Regions from separate parts of the Rattus norvegicus genome. Here region 2 is linked to region 1. A link is a contact called in public Hi-C data. All regions are on one chromosome and are shown on one strand. Each heading gives the region's core, a stretch centred on a gene start, on an enhancer-like site or on the middle of the called end of the contact. The rest is flanking DNA. Distances are from core to core; before and after follow the strand shown.

What was found. A called contact is a pair of places that touch in the nucleus more often than the background predicts.
Region 2: a Hi-C map of liver shows a contact between it and region 1, with 1.6 times the contacts expected there. The contact joins the enhancer-like site here to the promoter of Chn2 in region 1. A contact is called at or near these places in 2 of 12 Hi-C or Micro-C datasets (kidney and liver).

The regions. Positions count from the first base shown.
Region 1 is chr4:84,477,575-84,485,155 of GRCr8, forward strand. Chn2 (chimerin 2) reads left to right here and starts at 1,415. Exons shown (of 13, transcript NM_032084.2): 1 at 1,415-1,598. The coding sequence starts at 1,550.
Region 2 is chr4:84,516,700-84,524,163 of GRCr8, forward strand. The region is part of intron 1 of Chn2 (chimerin 2); the gene reads left to right. Among named protein-coding and RNA genes, the nearest start is that of Chn2, 41 kb to the left of the region's middle. Within about 2 kb of position 5,857, at least 27 of the 93 cell types and tissues checked have an H3K27ac peak or open chromatin away from gene starts, as enhancers often do. A contact at or near this core is called in liver, where this site is marked.

The sequences.
Region 1 (7,581 bases), core at 165-2,664:
CCCCAGGACGTGGCCGCTGTTCCGAGTCACTCCTGATAATTTTCAAATGGACTATGCCCTTCTTAGCCATGTTTTTCAAAATCGTGCTGCTCCCAATGCGAACACTTTCCGTTTTGCTCTATAATGAGAGTACTTTCATTCCTTTAATGTTTGCTTTTTTTCCTTTGATCTAACAATTTCTGTTCAAATTTCACAGTTTTCTGTAGCTTTAGGAATGAAAGAACCGATTACTCTGCTGGGAGCGTGAAACGGATTTTAAAATATATATCTGCATGACATTTCCTTCCAGTGAAATTAATTTAGGTTTAAATACAGGAGAATGGCACAGACCAGCCCCAGTCCCTTTCTCTCATACACCTAGGCAATTCCTTATCCTTAAAGGCTTCAGTTGCACCTGCTGCAGTCTTAGTCTTTTGTGAGGACCCGAACAAGGGGCAGAGGACCACTTTCTTTGTGTAAGACCGATGCCACCTTTGGGATGTCTCTATTTTTATTTTTTTTTAACACCAGTCTCAGAAGCATAGTGGACTTTTGGGGCACGGTCCCTGCCAGTGACTGGAGTACTTCAGTGTAGCCAGATCGGCTCCCTGAGTGGTTTAGGAGACCTACACCAGGGCAGGGACCTTCGATTCCTGACCAACAAAGGACAAATTGTAGGGTGGTGGAAAGGGCGCTTCCCAGCCTCGGTGGCATCCTGGCCTGCTGCCCCGCACCTAATCCTCAGAGACCTCGCCTTCGCCTTCTGGGACCCCCCCCCCCGCACTCCCTCCCCACACTGTGTGGTTGCTCCAGAGCCTAGAGCTTGCTGCCACCTTCCTCCTACAACCCCTCCATCCCCTTCTCTAACTCGGGAAGCAGCGCTGTACACTGCTGCTCGGTCCGCTGCGCGTCCCTGGCGGTTTGCCCAACACCTCGGGGCAGGCTCCGAGTCCTGATGGTCCCCACCCCTTGGTCCTCAGCCTCCCCCAGCAGCCAGGGGTGCTGGAGCTGTCAAGCGGGCAGAGTGGATTCAGCCCGGAGCGCCGGCGTTCCTCTCCTCCTTCCTTTGTGTGCGCGCGCGAGCTGAGTTGGGGAGGAGGGAGAAGGGGGAGGTCGCTGTCTATCTGTCTCCCCCGCCTTTGCCCGGGCCGCTCGAAGTGCGGCGGCGGAGGCTGAATTCTCTAGAGCTGGTGCTGGGAGCCCAGGGGTGCCCAGGTTCCAGTCGCGCGCAGGGAGCGGGCTCGCAGCGGGGACAGCGGGGACGCTGAGAGCGGTGGTCCCATCCTCCTGGCCGGCCGCCTCGGCCTCGCTGCGCCCCTGCCACTCCGACGCCCGTAGCGGAGCGCGCCCAGGCGCCGAGAGGGACAGCGAGCACGAATAAATAGCGGCGGCGGCAGCGCGTCATCTGGCGGAGCAGGAAGTGCAGGCAGAGTCCGGAGGCCGGTGCTTCCCGCGCGTCCCCAGGACTTTGCCATGGGCTGGGGGCCGCGCGGGCTGCGAGCGGCCGGCCGAGGGCAGCGGCGACGCCGCCCGCACCGGGACTGAGCAAGCAGCGACGCGCGGCGCCGAGATGGCAGCGTCCAGCAACTCTAGTCTGTCCGGCTCCTCCGTGTCCTCTGGTGAGTTTCAGCGCGCGGTCGCCTGTGCGGGGATGGAGAGTCTACCTGTGGCCGTCCCGCCCGCTCTAGGAGAGCGTGGCGCGGGGCACCAGCGTCCCCGGGACACTTGTTAAGGTGGTCAGCACCTCCTCGTCTGACCTGTGACAGCGTAGAGGTGGGACTCGGTAGTGTCCTAGGCTTGCGGACCAGGAGTCTGGGGCTCCTGGCGAGCAGTAGCTGCCAGCAGCCTTGCACTTTCTGCACAGCTGGAACGGGGGCAGAAAGCGCCGGGAAGGTGAGGGCACAGCTGAGCTCCGGACCTGTGTATCTTGGCGCCTGCTACCCTGGATACCCAGAGCCAAAGAAGGGTGCAAACCCTAGCTCCTTGCAGACTCGGATTTCTTTGTTTGTTTCAGAAATTAGCTCCTTGGAGACACTCGCTTGGGGCATGGGTTTGAGAGAGCAGCCAGGAGGAAAATGTGTCTTGCTCGTCCTACTAAAGTGGGATAGTGGAATGGAGGTCGAGCCCAGCCTCTCTGACTCCTGGCATGTTTACCCTGTGAACTGTGTGTGTGTGTGTGTGTGTGTGTGTGTGTGTGTGTGTGTGTGTGTGTGTGTAGACAGAGACAGAGAAACAGAGAGAGAGACAGAGACAGACAGAGAGACTGTGAGACAGACACAGAGAGCATGTGTGTGTGCAGGAGCGAGCGAGGGGGGCTCTAGACGCGTTCTTATCCTACGCTGTAATTTTACTTTCAAGGCTTCCATTTTTTTTCTGTGTTAAATGTGGCTGGGTGAAAAAAAGGGCTTTCAGCTTTTCTATGGTTGATCAGCAGGTCTAATTGAACAGAAAAAAAATGATAATGAATGCAAAGGCATAAGAATCAATGGAGGCAGCCCCTCTGGTTTCTGAACATGACAGGTTTCTAATCAGAATGATGCATTAGGTACAGTTCCCCTACCCCTTTGGTCACTGAAAACTTTAATAAGAAACCCTGAAGGGATGGCTGTTAAGACACACAGTTCTGTTTGACATACAGAACTCAAGGGTCAAAGAAAAGTCTTAAAGTCCTAGTGGGAATGCTCTGTGTATTAATATTGTATGGTGTCCCATTGAATTCTTTTTCTTTATTCTCCAAAAATTAAATTCAGTGTGGAGAAGAGATGCAGCATTGGGCAGGAAGGCAGGCATGAAAGGAACCACAGCTGTGGATGTGTAACTAACCAAATTGTAGACACAAGGTGACTGTGACCAGAGAGTAGTTGTTCTCTTGAATGCTTGCTACATGCTATCTTTTCTTGGTCAGGTTTAGTCCCATGGAAATGACACTTCCTTTAATGAGTGCTGTCAACTAATAAAAACAGCATTGTTAGGTGCCGGGTAGTTTGAGCTGCTGGCAGTAGGGACTGGTGGGCAGAGCAGTCAGCTCTTATTAAGAACAGCAACAAGTTGACCGCCTGTGGTTTTAATTCTGAGAACTCAGCAAATGCTAGGGCTTATTTTTAGTACCCTCAAACCACTGCCACTGCGTTTCAATTCATTTTGGTTGACTAACATTGAATTTAAAATGCAGAGATGCTGCCTTCCTATTAGCACATGTTTCTCCCTCTCCAAAGCCTGCCCACTCCATGAACTGAGGGGATAAAGGTAGCAAGGGGAGGACCGAGGAAGGATGATGATGAGGAGGAAACAGGAGACAGCATCATCTTAGGATTCCCTGGAGGCGTAGGGTACCGATGCTGTGCCATCTGAAATTCTGGATCTTGATACAGCTTAAGAAGCCTAGGTCAGCCCTGGGAAGACTTTGCTGCTCATAGCAGCCAGGATAAGCTTTGGAGGGCGGTGACTGCAGAGAGGACAGCAGGCTTACAATGGCTTTCTCCCCTGTTTTATGGACCCGTCTCTTAATCCTGTTGGAGACTGTGGGAAATTGCATGAAATCTGAAAGGCAAAAGAGTGGACATTGAATCTATTTACCATTGCATGTAAATCAACCTGACCTGTGGGTTTATATGGCCTAGTGCACCAATTCATCAGACACTTTGTCTTGCAAAAATATGGAATCATAGTTCTTTTTAAGCACACTTACCATTGTGTGGCTAATGAATAATTCAGAGGACACAAGCAATTCACACCTGTGAGAGGTGTTGAGCAGAGAAGAATAGAGTCTGTTTCGCAGAGCAGCTGGGTTCTTGCAGGCAAAGGCCAGAGTCTGAGAAAGTAGGGCACTCTGTGAACCCATTAGTCACCAGGCGGAAGGGCCAACTGTGGGCCAGGCTTGGACTTCAAGGCTTAGCAAGGGAGATAATTCTAGCTTTCTTTGTAGCTTCAAACTTCTGAGATCATTGTATTTGAATTCTGGCTCCCCTGCTGGCCAGTGAGGCCTCTTGAGGTGGGTTACTTAAGTTTTTCCTAGCTTCAATTTTCGCATTAAATCAGTATGCTGAGTTTCGGGCCCAGGGTCTAATGCATAAGAGAGCTTGGTGCAGAGGAGAGGCTCAGTGGTTAAGAGAGATTGCTGTTCTTCCCGGAGGACCTGAGTTCAGGCCCAAGTACCCTTGATACATTGAAAGGCTCCCAACAACCTGTAACTCCAGCTCCAGGGCATGCAAGCCCTCTTCTGGCCTCAATAGGCACGCCTACACATGCATGCATGCATACATACATACATACATACATACATTCATACATACATACATACACACACACCTTTAAAACATCTTGCAAACAGATTCACAGTCTTCTTTGAGGGATGAAGGTGTTCAGTGGCTTCAACCTTAGATGATGAAATAAACTCTGCACTCAGTGCACATGAAATCCCTTTCTTCCCTCATACTCTTAGGGTCTATATTGCTGCAAAGAAACACTGTGGCTAAAAAGCAAGTTGGGGAGGAAAGAATTATTTGGTTTATACTTACAGATTGCTATTTATCACCAAAGGAGTCAGAACAGAAAACGCAAACAGGGCAGGAACCTGGAGACAGGAGCTGATGTGATACAAAGACCTCAGAGGAGTGTTGCCTGCTGCTTCGTTCCCTATGGCTTGCTCAGCGTGCTTTCTTCTACAACCCAGGACTACCAGCCCAGGGATGGCACCACTCACAATGGGCCAGGCCTTCCCCCACTGATTGCCAATTGAGAAAATGCCTTACAGCTGGATCTCATGGAGGCATTTCCTCAACTGAGGCTCCTTCCTCTCTGAGGACTCTAGCTTGTGTCAAGTTGACACGATACCAGCCAGTGCATATGCTGAATTTAATCTTGAGTTTTAGCTCCATTAAAGAAACATTTTAGTGAGTGAGCACATTGTAGGTTTCAGATATAGCTCTGAGTGCTTGCATTGAAAAGATTACTCAAGAGTCTCTGAGAAGCAGCAGGAAGGATAGGCAGCCATCTCATAGCCCGTGCCCTACAGTGATACAGTATGTATGTATGTATGTATGTATGTATGTATGTATGTATGTATGTGTGTATGTGTGTATTTATGTATGTAGAGGGGTGTGCAGGGTAAGGAAGTGATGGCTTTAGTCTGGAGTAGCCAGTGGAGTTGACACAAGTGTCGGACATTGATGGATAGTTAGAAGCTTTCTAGAATGTAGGCAAAGAAAGGCATTTCAGGATGACTGAGAACTTAGACCCAGGCTAAGTCTGTAACTTTCCCTTGCTTTTCTTGGGTCCTTGATCCTTTCTCCTGGTAGGTGGGAAACTTCCTGGAGGCTTTGATGACATGATCCTGAAATCAAGGATGAACTTGGACATTGGGGCACTAGTAAAAGAACAGCCAGCTTCTCCAGGGTCCCAGTATGCTGTCAGTCGGTCTCTGAGGACCGGCTGAGAGAATGAAGTTTCCTGGTGGCTGCATGGAGGGAAACTGGTGATTCGCTCAGCAGAAGCTCAAGGTTCTCTAACTTGAATAATCTTCCCTGCTTTTGTTTAACCACATCACCCAAGTGTGTCCTTGTGCCTGTTACCAACTGTCACCTAGCAAAGTCGTCAGGTTAACATTAACTTAAAAATACATTTTTTCGAGAACTCTTTAGAATTTTCCTATGGAGGGTTCAATTATGTGTAAAAGGAATGGGTGAGCCTCTGTTTTAATGATGACCACTGATAATTAAATTCCACAGTTGCCTGGATTGGCAAGAAGGTTTGGTTCCTTCAATTATTTTTAAACCACCCACCAACACACAGAAATCGATATCTTTAAGATTCTAATATTGCCAGGTGTACTTGATTATATCCAGAAATAAACTGGCTGATTTGAAAAAGCTTTCTTAATAATCAAGGGTCATATTTGCTTTTATAATTAAAATAAGAATTTTTTTGCATATCAGCAATGTGATTGCCAAATGGATAATTTCACAGTCAATTAAAAAAAAAAAAAACCGGAACACACAGCTCATACAATGTGATAAACAAATGAGATCTTTCCTAGTAACTGAACAAATTAGAATGTTAAATATTAAAGGGACCTGTATAAGAATTTAACATTTTGAAAACATAAGCATGCGAGATTATTAAAGCGAAGTTGGCCATTTTTACAACAGGAAATAGGTAAAGCTCAGCCTGGTGTACAGCATCTTAACCTTAATTGAAATACTGTTCTTGAATGAATTGAGGTTTTTTTTTTTTTTGTGGATTCTGCAGAGCAGTGCTGAAGGCAGGGAGGCAGACTGCTGTTGACCCTAGAAGCAGGAATGTTTCTCACTTGTTATTGGGAGGGCGGGTCCAGTGACATACACAGAAAGCCTTACATTCCTAGATGCAGAGGGGACACCTGGACTTTGGCAATTCTGGGAACCACTAACAAGTGTGTAATTGGGAGCTGCATGGATCTAGATTCTACCAGGGAGCCATGACAGAGGCAAACCTGAACAGTGAGAAACCTCTTGTGTCTTGGGCCCCGACCTTTTCTTCTGTAATATTCAGTTACATGGAGAAGACATTGCTTTGCTTTTGAATGACAGCTTCTGGTCGTAGAGAGGATATCTGGCGTGTTGTATGGATCCATCACCTATCAATTAAAAGACCTACAGCCTATAGGAAAGGCTGGAATAGAAGGCGGGACATCAAGGAGGCAGAAAGAACTCTGGGATAGAGTGAGGTATGGGGGAGTCACCCAGGAAGATGTGACGATATGGTCACAGGGTGCCTGAGCACAGGTCACGAGCCATGTTACAGAATGTAGATTAAAATAGGTGAGTTTTTTGTTATGATCTAGTCAGAAAAAAAAAGTTTAGCTATGTGGTCAAGGAATTTGTAAATATATATATTGAGTCTTATTTCTGGGAGCACGGAGCTGGGAGAACCAGACCTAACTTTTATAGTTGGAAACTAAACATCACAGTTATCAGTGTTAGCAGGAAGTTATCTGTTTTATTTAAGCCCACGTGCACAAAAATATGGAATTAAAAGTCACTGTTAAAAATTGCAAAAGCCAAGATTAATGCTGCAGGAGAAGGTGCTCTCTCCCATGAAGTCTGTCTGCTTTCCTGGAGGCCTTGCCACATCTAAATGAACTTAATTAGCACCGCTGCCCAATTGTAGTGACTCGAACGAGCCCAGTAGGACCATCTTCTTACACGAGTATATCTGCTATGGACTTCATCCTAAGACCCAAGGGCACAGGTTGATGGACTGGTCACCAGCCCTGACGATGGTAGGAGATGGAGACAGAGCCTACCCTACTGAGTTGAGGGCTGTCTCATTCCCTTCAGCCCACCAAGAGGTGAACAGTTCTCCTCAGCCGCCTATTTCCTGCCATAAGGTTCTGCTGCACAGCAGACCCAAAACCTGACCACAGGTTGAAGCCTTGGAGACCATCTTGCCACTCTTAAGGATCCCGAGAGTATTTTGTCACAGCAGCAGAAGACAGTCCTGAGGAGGCAGCTTTCTAGTATTTAACAGGGGCCACACCGGGTTGTGTGTTTTGCCCAGGTACCTCTTGCCCCCACTAAGCTCCCTGAATTGGGTTGGTGACTCTGTCCTTCATTTGACTTTTGA
Region 2 (7,464 bases), core at 4,607-7,106, 44 kb after region 1:
CCACAGGGGATGGAGGGGGAGGAAGGATTTCTGTGAGAATATAAGAAAGGATGCTAAGAGTATCACAAGGCTTGGTGACCAATGCCAGCTGTCATCTTGGCCTTTTCTTTCACTAGATTCAGACTCTACCTTTCAAGCTCCCTAAGGACATACAGGGAACATGGTTACATGTGATTAGTACAGACCTGGTTAGAAACCCATTTTTAAAACTTAATACATACACCAATGCTGTGACTGTGTTGGAGTTTCTTATGGCCCCTTCAATGGAGCTCACCATGGTTGATTGTGGGTTTACATCTTTGCTGTTCACACAGTTTTACTGACTTCCCATTTAGGCTCAACCTTACATAGAATTGGCTGGGTTTAAATGTGAGCTGAGAGCTATGTGTTGCTTGGTAACAAATCATTAAAATGTAATAGCCGAACTTGTCCCAAATGGACTCTTCTGTAGTTCTGGAAGGTTTGAGTTCTAAAGTGGATCATCAGGGTTGCAATCCTTTTGGAGGCGCTAGGGGCGAATCTGTTTCCTCACACTGTCCAGCTTCTAGAATCCTCCCGTGTTCCTTGGCATCACTATGACCCATGCTTCCCTTTTCTCATCTCCTCTTTTGGACTCTCTTGCATTCTGCCTGTAAGGCAGTGCTTCTCAACCTTCCTAATGCTGTGACCCTTTAACACAGTTCCCCATATTGAGGTGACCCTCAACCATAAAATTATTCTTTTCTGCCTCTTCATAACTGCAATTTTGCTACTGATATGAATTGTTATGTATTTTCCAGTGGTCTTAGGTGACCCCCGTGAAAGGGTTGTTCAACTGTCAAAGAGATCAGGACCTACAGGTTGGGAACCACTTGTGTAAGTTCTTTAAATTACCTTAGACTCGTTCAGACAATTCAGGATAACACCGCATCTCAAGTTCCTTAGTCACACCTGCATATTCCCCGTGCCAACTGAGGTGACATATTCAATAATTTCCAAGATCAGGATGTGGTCCTCCTTGGAGCCATTATTCTATTAGAAGGTGACAAACCAACATACACTAAGTAGCTGCTCTCAGAAAAAGTCCTAAGCCAAGACCTCAGTCTCACCCTGTTCTGGAGGAGATAAGCCTCCATCAGGCCAAGATGGCCCATTTTCGATTATGGTGCATATAATAGAAAATGCTCAATGTAAATAGAATTTCCAATACCTTATCTCACCCTTGGCTCCATGGGGAAGGGTGCTGGGGAAACAGATTTCTCATCTCTGGGCCTTGCCTTTGCAGGTCTGTAAATTCCTCATCAGATTCCTGATGGTTTCAGTAACTCATGCTTTCATTGCCTTTTAAAGTGAACCTCACACTGCGTTTCCAGACAAACATGAGATGCTTTTTAGCATGCATCTGTCTAAAATGGCTCTGAATATCTCAGCTTTCTGTTTTCATAGTTCAGAGTTATCCTGAAACTTGTTCCACTCAGATAGCTTCAAAGGACTGGTTAAAAAGATAAACTGGGGAGGAAGCGTCTCAGATACTTTCTTGGACTTCTTCCCATCCTACATCTCCTCCCCAGGCCAATGCCAAGAGGAACTCATGATACAAGGGTGAGCCCGGAGGCAGGAGAAATGCCGTGAGCCAGAAGTTGAGCAATGGAGCTGGAGACATCCAGGGCCAGCCAAGCAGAGCTTCTCAAGCCTGAGAGGTGAAAGACGCAAAGAGAAGATGAGCTAGGGGAACTAAGTTCCTGAGTGGGGAAATTCTAGTTAACAGTCTAGCTCCAGTGTGCTTTGTACATGTGTCTAAGGGGCCAGGGCAAAATCCAACAGATGCCAACCCGATGGTTCCTGCTGCACACATCCTGTTACATGGTCATTGAAGAGCCTGTGCCTCTACTCTCTGACTGTCGGCTACTCACCCACACTTGAAGATCTACCTCTTTCAAAGTTGAAGTTTAAATCTAATATATCTGTCATCTTCTGTGGTCACATACTCAAGAAAAATACTTGATTGTCCTTCTCATGGCAATGATTATAGGAAAGTGTGATCTTAATATATGGGAGATACAGAAGAATTGCATCCATCCAGATATTTATTAATCGTCAGTGATGTGCTCAGTGTTCTACCAGGCACTGTGAAGATGGTAGCCAGTGGAGCACAGAAGGTACCATGTCTGAGAAGCCTGCCCTCTGGCTGGGAGCAACAGACAGTAAATAAAAGCCGATAAAGTTTAGGGAAACGAACAGGAAAGAGGGATTGGAGAGATGGTTACTAGCACTTGTCGAATTCAGGATCAGTTCTCAGGACCCACATGGTGCTCACAACCATCTGTAATTCCGGATCCAGGGGATCCAGATCCCCTTTTGACTGCCACAGGCACCACCCATACTGGTTCACTTACATAAATGCAGGCAAACACTTACATACACAACATGAGTAAATCTCAAGAAATAAAATAAGTGAATTAGAATCTTTAAAATAGGATAAAGATATATTATGATTAGAATGTAAAATGTCTTTCATAGGCTTATCTGATGGTAGCTTATCTCCTCCAGAACAGGGTGAGACTGAGGTACTAATTTAAATGGCTGAAGAACCCTTTGAAAATAGGGCCTGCCTGTTAGACACAGGACACTGGGAGTGTGTCTTTGAGGGTCTTACCCTTCTTCTGGACTCAGTCTGTGCATTCAGAGGCAGTTGGCTGCCAGCCTCTGTTTCCATACCTTCCTGGCCATGATGGAATGAAAATTCTCTGAACCGGTGAGCTAAGATAAACCTTTCGTCCATTCAGGTGTACACTGTCACATCAGTGAGCAAATTAATGACTAAAAACAGGGATCTAAGATATTGGGATGCATTGCTTTCAGGATGATGGGGGAGGGCATTCCTGAAATGGGAACTTCTTTATAAAGCCTAAAGGATATGCTGGAATTAGTGTGTACGTGTACACACACACACACACACACACACACACACACACACACACACACACACACGTACATATATGGGGGAAAGAAGAGCCCAGCTCAGTGGAACAATACCAAGGCATTGAAGTGGAAGCATGTTCTGCATGCTTGAAGAAGATGGCCGGTGTGGCTGAGTATTGCTGCAACAGTAGATGAAGCCGGCGTGCGTGAACACAGAGTAATTCTTAAGTTAGGGGAGATCGTCAAGGCACCCTTAATGGGTTTGTTAGGGGAGATCTTAAAGGCACTAAGCAATAGGAGCTCACTGGGATGTGCTAAGCTAATGATGTGACCTGACCTATTTTTACAGAATAATCCTGGGCTGGGTGTTGAGAAGAGAGGACCTGGCAGAATTAGGGACATCTGCTGGGAGGCTGTGCCAGCAACCCAGGAGATAAGCATTGGCTCTGCCCAGAGACATGGCAGACTGGCTACTGAGGAGAGGTTGGGCTCTGAGACTTTTGAAAGCAGAGCTGCAGCTGGGTCCCTTAGAGATGAGCGTAAAACAATTTAGAGTTGAGGAGGCTTCAGAGTTTCTGGAGGATGATCGGAAACACTGTTAATTGAGTTGGAAATCAGGGCAGGGGGAGCAGATTTGGAGGGCCCCACAGACACCGCAATTGAAACATTCAGTGTGATATACTCAATAGGCACGCCAAGCAGAGTCCTGCATACATGGTTCTACAAGTTAGAAGAAAGGGAATCTAAATTTACACGCACGCACGCACATACCAAAAAAGCTATCCGCCACTGTAATGCTTCCTCAAAGCACCACTTCTAGACTTTACTTGGCACTGCCCTTTGTAGCATATCCCATCCTTGGTTTCGGTAGCAAAGAACTCACAAAGGCCCATTGTTTGTCTTCGAGTGTAGCCCAATGGTAGATCTTAGAGTAGCGTGTGTGGATTGCCCCTGGTTCAGTCCTAGGGCAGCGAAAGGGCTGAGACTGGTTTTGACCTCTAATCCAGGGCTTCTTTCCTCATTCTGGTCTGGGTCCTTCTGCTCCCATCTCGTTAGACCACAGCTTGGCTTCTCTTACCAGTCCTTGGCTGGAGCTTGCCAACCCAACAGCCAAGTCCCAGGGAGGCTCTGTAATTGAGGGAAGTGGAGCACGCAGTGGGCGGCAGAACGCATATTCTGTTCCCTCCAAGCACCTTGTCCACAAGGGCACCCCTCATCTTCTTGGTCTTCTCAAAGTTAACACAGAAAGATTTTTAGTGCCGAATCTCTTCATCCTTAACCATTGGTAGCTAATCCAAACTTTGTTGTTTTTTTTTTTAAGATCATGCAGGCCAAACAAAATATAGCCATGGCCCATATCCCTTCCACAGGCAGCCGGCCTTTGACCACTGATATCTCGTTGGCGTGGCGAGCTCGTTGCACTTGCGGTTTGGCCGCTGGACAGCACCATTTTCCATCTAGGTTTTACTCCAGTGAAGATTGAGGGCATGAACAACTTCCCAGTCGAGAGGTTCCTCAAGGATGCTGCACTGTGGGTGCGGCTCTCTGAAAAAATGAGGCGCTTACCTCAGGCCCCTCGAAGAGTGGTTTTCTAGGCTCCTCCATCTCGTCTTCCCATCACATCCCCCTGCACAGGCAGGATGAGTATTGACCTCATCTGTTAGGTGAGACAGGTAGGGGCAATTGAATCAGCACCTCTTTCATAAATGGTGAGAGAGATTGCACAATAGTAGCCGGGCACCCATTTGAGTGTAAAAGTAAGTCTCAGGGCAGGTCTGAAAAATTTCCTCATTTATTTTCCTTCAGTTATGTATCGAGCATCTGCTAGGTGCCACTTATTTTACTACGTGCTTTATATATAGAAAGAGATGAAATGCAGTCTACTCCTCAGAGATACACAGCCTTCAAGAGGAGACTGATGTGACAGGAACAAATTCAAGTGTGAAAGGACTTCAGGGGAGGGGAGGGGAGGATGGAGAGAGAGAAGAGAAGAGGGAAGGGGTGTGTGTGTCTGTCTGTCTTTGAGTGTGTGTGTCTCTGTGTGTGTGTTGGGGGGGAAGGAGAGGAGGGGGGGAGGGGAGAGCATGCTTTTGATGAACTGGATTTAGCTCAGTGGTAGAGAGTGTCTTTTGGATGCACAGGCCCTGGATGGATCTCCAGCCAACAAAAAGAGCAAAGCCTTTTGGAGTGGCGACAGCTGAGACAAGGTTTTAGAGTGAAGGGGCATCTCCTATGAGGAAGAGCATGCTGAGGACATGGAGGAGTTGAGGACCTCTGTAGTTAGCTACTTCAGAAACTTCCAGTGTGAGGAAAGCATGAACCAGGAGGAATGGGATATAGGGAGGGGACTGCCCAGGGGAGCTTGTCCTGAGAAAGGAAAGAGGCCCAATGTCTTCCTGTCTGTTACCTGAACTCAAGTGCAAACTGGAAGACCAGAGTTCAAGGCCAGCTTCTGACTGCTGGCCTTGACAGCAGGTCCCAGGGGAACGTGAGTGATAAGAAAATAAACAGACAGACAGATGGACAGGACAAATTTACTAGCCCTCCAGGCTGTGCAGGAAACAGAATCCAAAATTCCCACGTTTGGTGCTAATGTTCTTGCCAGTATATCCTTTCAGTCTCAAACTACATAATTTAAATAAGCCTGAAGTTAATTGCAGTTCGTTGTGATTGCTGAGCTATTTATAACACCGAAGTGCTAGGAGTCAAGCTAGGACCAGTCAGGATCCAACCGATCTGAACACTGAGTGCCTGCCTCTCTTTTTTAAAAGAAATTGCCTTGTGAAACCCTACCCTGGATTGTTCTATTGTTAACATGGATGAGGGAACTTCCTGCTTTTTTTTTTCCCTTCAAAATTTTTTTTAGTGGTTTCTACGCTGAAGAGGAAACACTAAGTGGGGCTTAATTTTAAGTCTATTGGCTGCAACACTGTTTTCTTCCTCCCGACACACACAGTCCCCCTTCCCCGACTTCTTCATAAGTGATGTGTTTACTTATTTACGTTCTGTTCCACCACCCACTCTCACTTCCCAGTGTGGGACTTCCCCTTCTCCTTTCTCTTGTAATTTCGACACAGAGCAGAAAGTGTTGGGAAGAGAAACTGGCAGAGAAAGCCAAGGTGCTGTGGCGAACCACCCTGACTTTCTGGGGACAGAAGCTAGGACATCATGAGGGACACAGCTTGCCTCTCACACAGAGCCACGGAGTGAGGCACTATCAAATGATTCTTGGAGTGGCTGGATCTCTGCTTTGCTGTCCCGTGCTGTGAGAATCTCTAAGAAGCTTTTCTGTATTAAGACTCTGAGGTGAAGGTGCTAGTGCCCTCTGACCTCCAGGAGCAGAGACTCTTGTTAGCAGAGGCTGCTAAGGCTGGGCTGCCCACTGTTCATGAGAACTGAATCTTTGTCTAGGCCTCTAAGTCTCTCTCAGTCTGATTCTATGCTACTCTACAGGCCAGATTCCTACACACTGGCCAGGCCATGTTACCCACAGGTTCTAGAACATGCTCCCCAGTGTTCCACCTCATCTAAATAATCTGGGCATGCAGTGACTTCCGCCTTCTCTTTTTTTTGCTTATTAATAGCCTATCAGAGTATCATAGAACTTTTTTATAGGACCTGTATGACTTTAGACTTACTACCTTTGTTATATGGTCCTATGTTAGTTTGTAAATTCATGGTGGTAGGACCTATGCTTCATGCCCCTACTGTGACATTTCAATGTATCACCCAGCTAAGAAAAAGGGGCTAACAATTTCTTTGAAGAGGAAACAAGCTCGCCAGAACACTGAGAGAAATACAAAGAGACTTATTTAGGTAAGTGCATACTTTGTACCCATTGGTTTGGGGCAAAATACACTGTTGGATGCTTAGTGGGGATTAGCAGTAGGAAACTACCTTCCAGGAGCTAATGGCTGGTCAATAATATCAACGACAATTGCTAAAAAGTTGCATTAATTTTATGAATATCCTTTATCATATTTTCCCATATCCAATTCATTCTTAGAACAGTTCTTGGAGACATCATCTCTGTTTACTGGTGATACAACTTACCATTGAGAGGTTAAGGAACTTGCCTATGGCCACGCAGCTGGCGTGGTGATTCTGAGGGACACTGAGGAGCGCCAGGACCTCTCTGGTAGAGCACAAGGCAAGGATGGGCAGCTCACTGTGCTTCCTTCTGCTTTTTCCTGTCCAGTCATTTGCTCACTCTTCAGGCTGCGTGGAGCGCTCTCCCTGTCTCTATGTCAGCTTCTGGAAATGCTTCCTCTGCTTCAACCGTGAAGGTGTCTCTCTGAAGACCTCCTTCAAAGCTTGAAGTTGTTGTTCCCAACTGGGCACCTGATAGTGTGGGCCCATGTACACATGTATACACAACATGCCATTTTAATGCTAAGGTCAATTCTTCCACTGGGATCCTTCTAGGGAGAAATAAAAACACAATAAAACGTGACCAGAGCATCTACCTCTGTATTTGTCAGACTCTGGCAGAGCCTCCCAGGAGACAGCTATATTGCTCATAGCCAACCATTGGACTGAGCACGGAGACTGCAATGGAGGAGT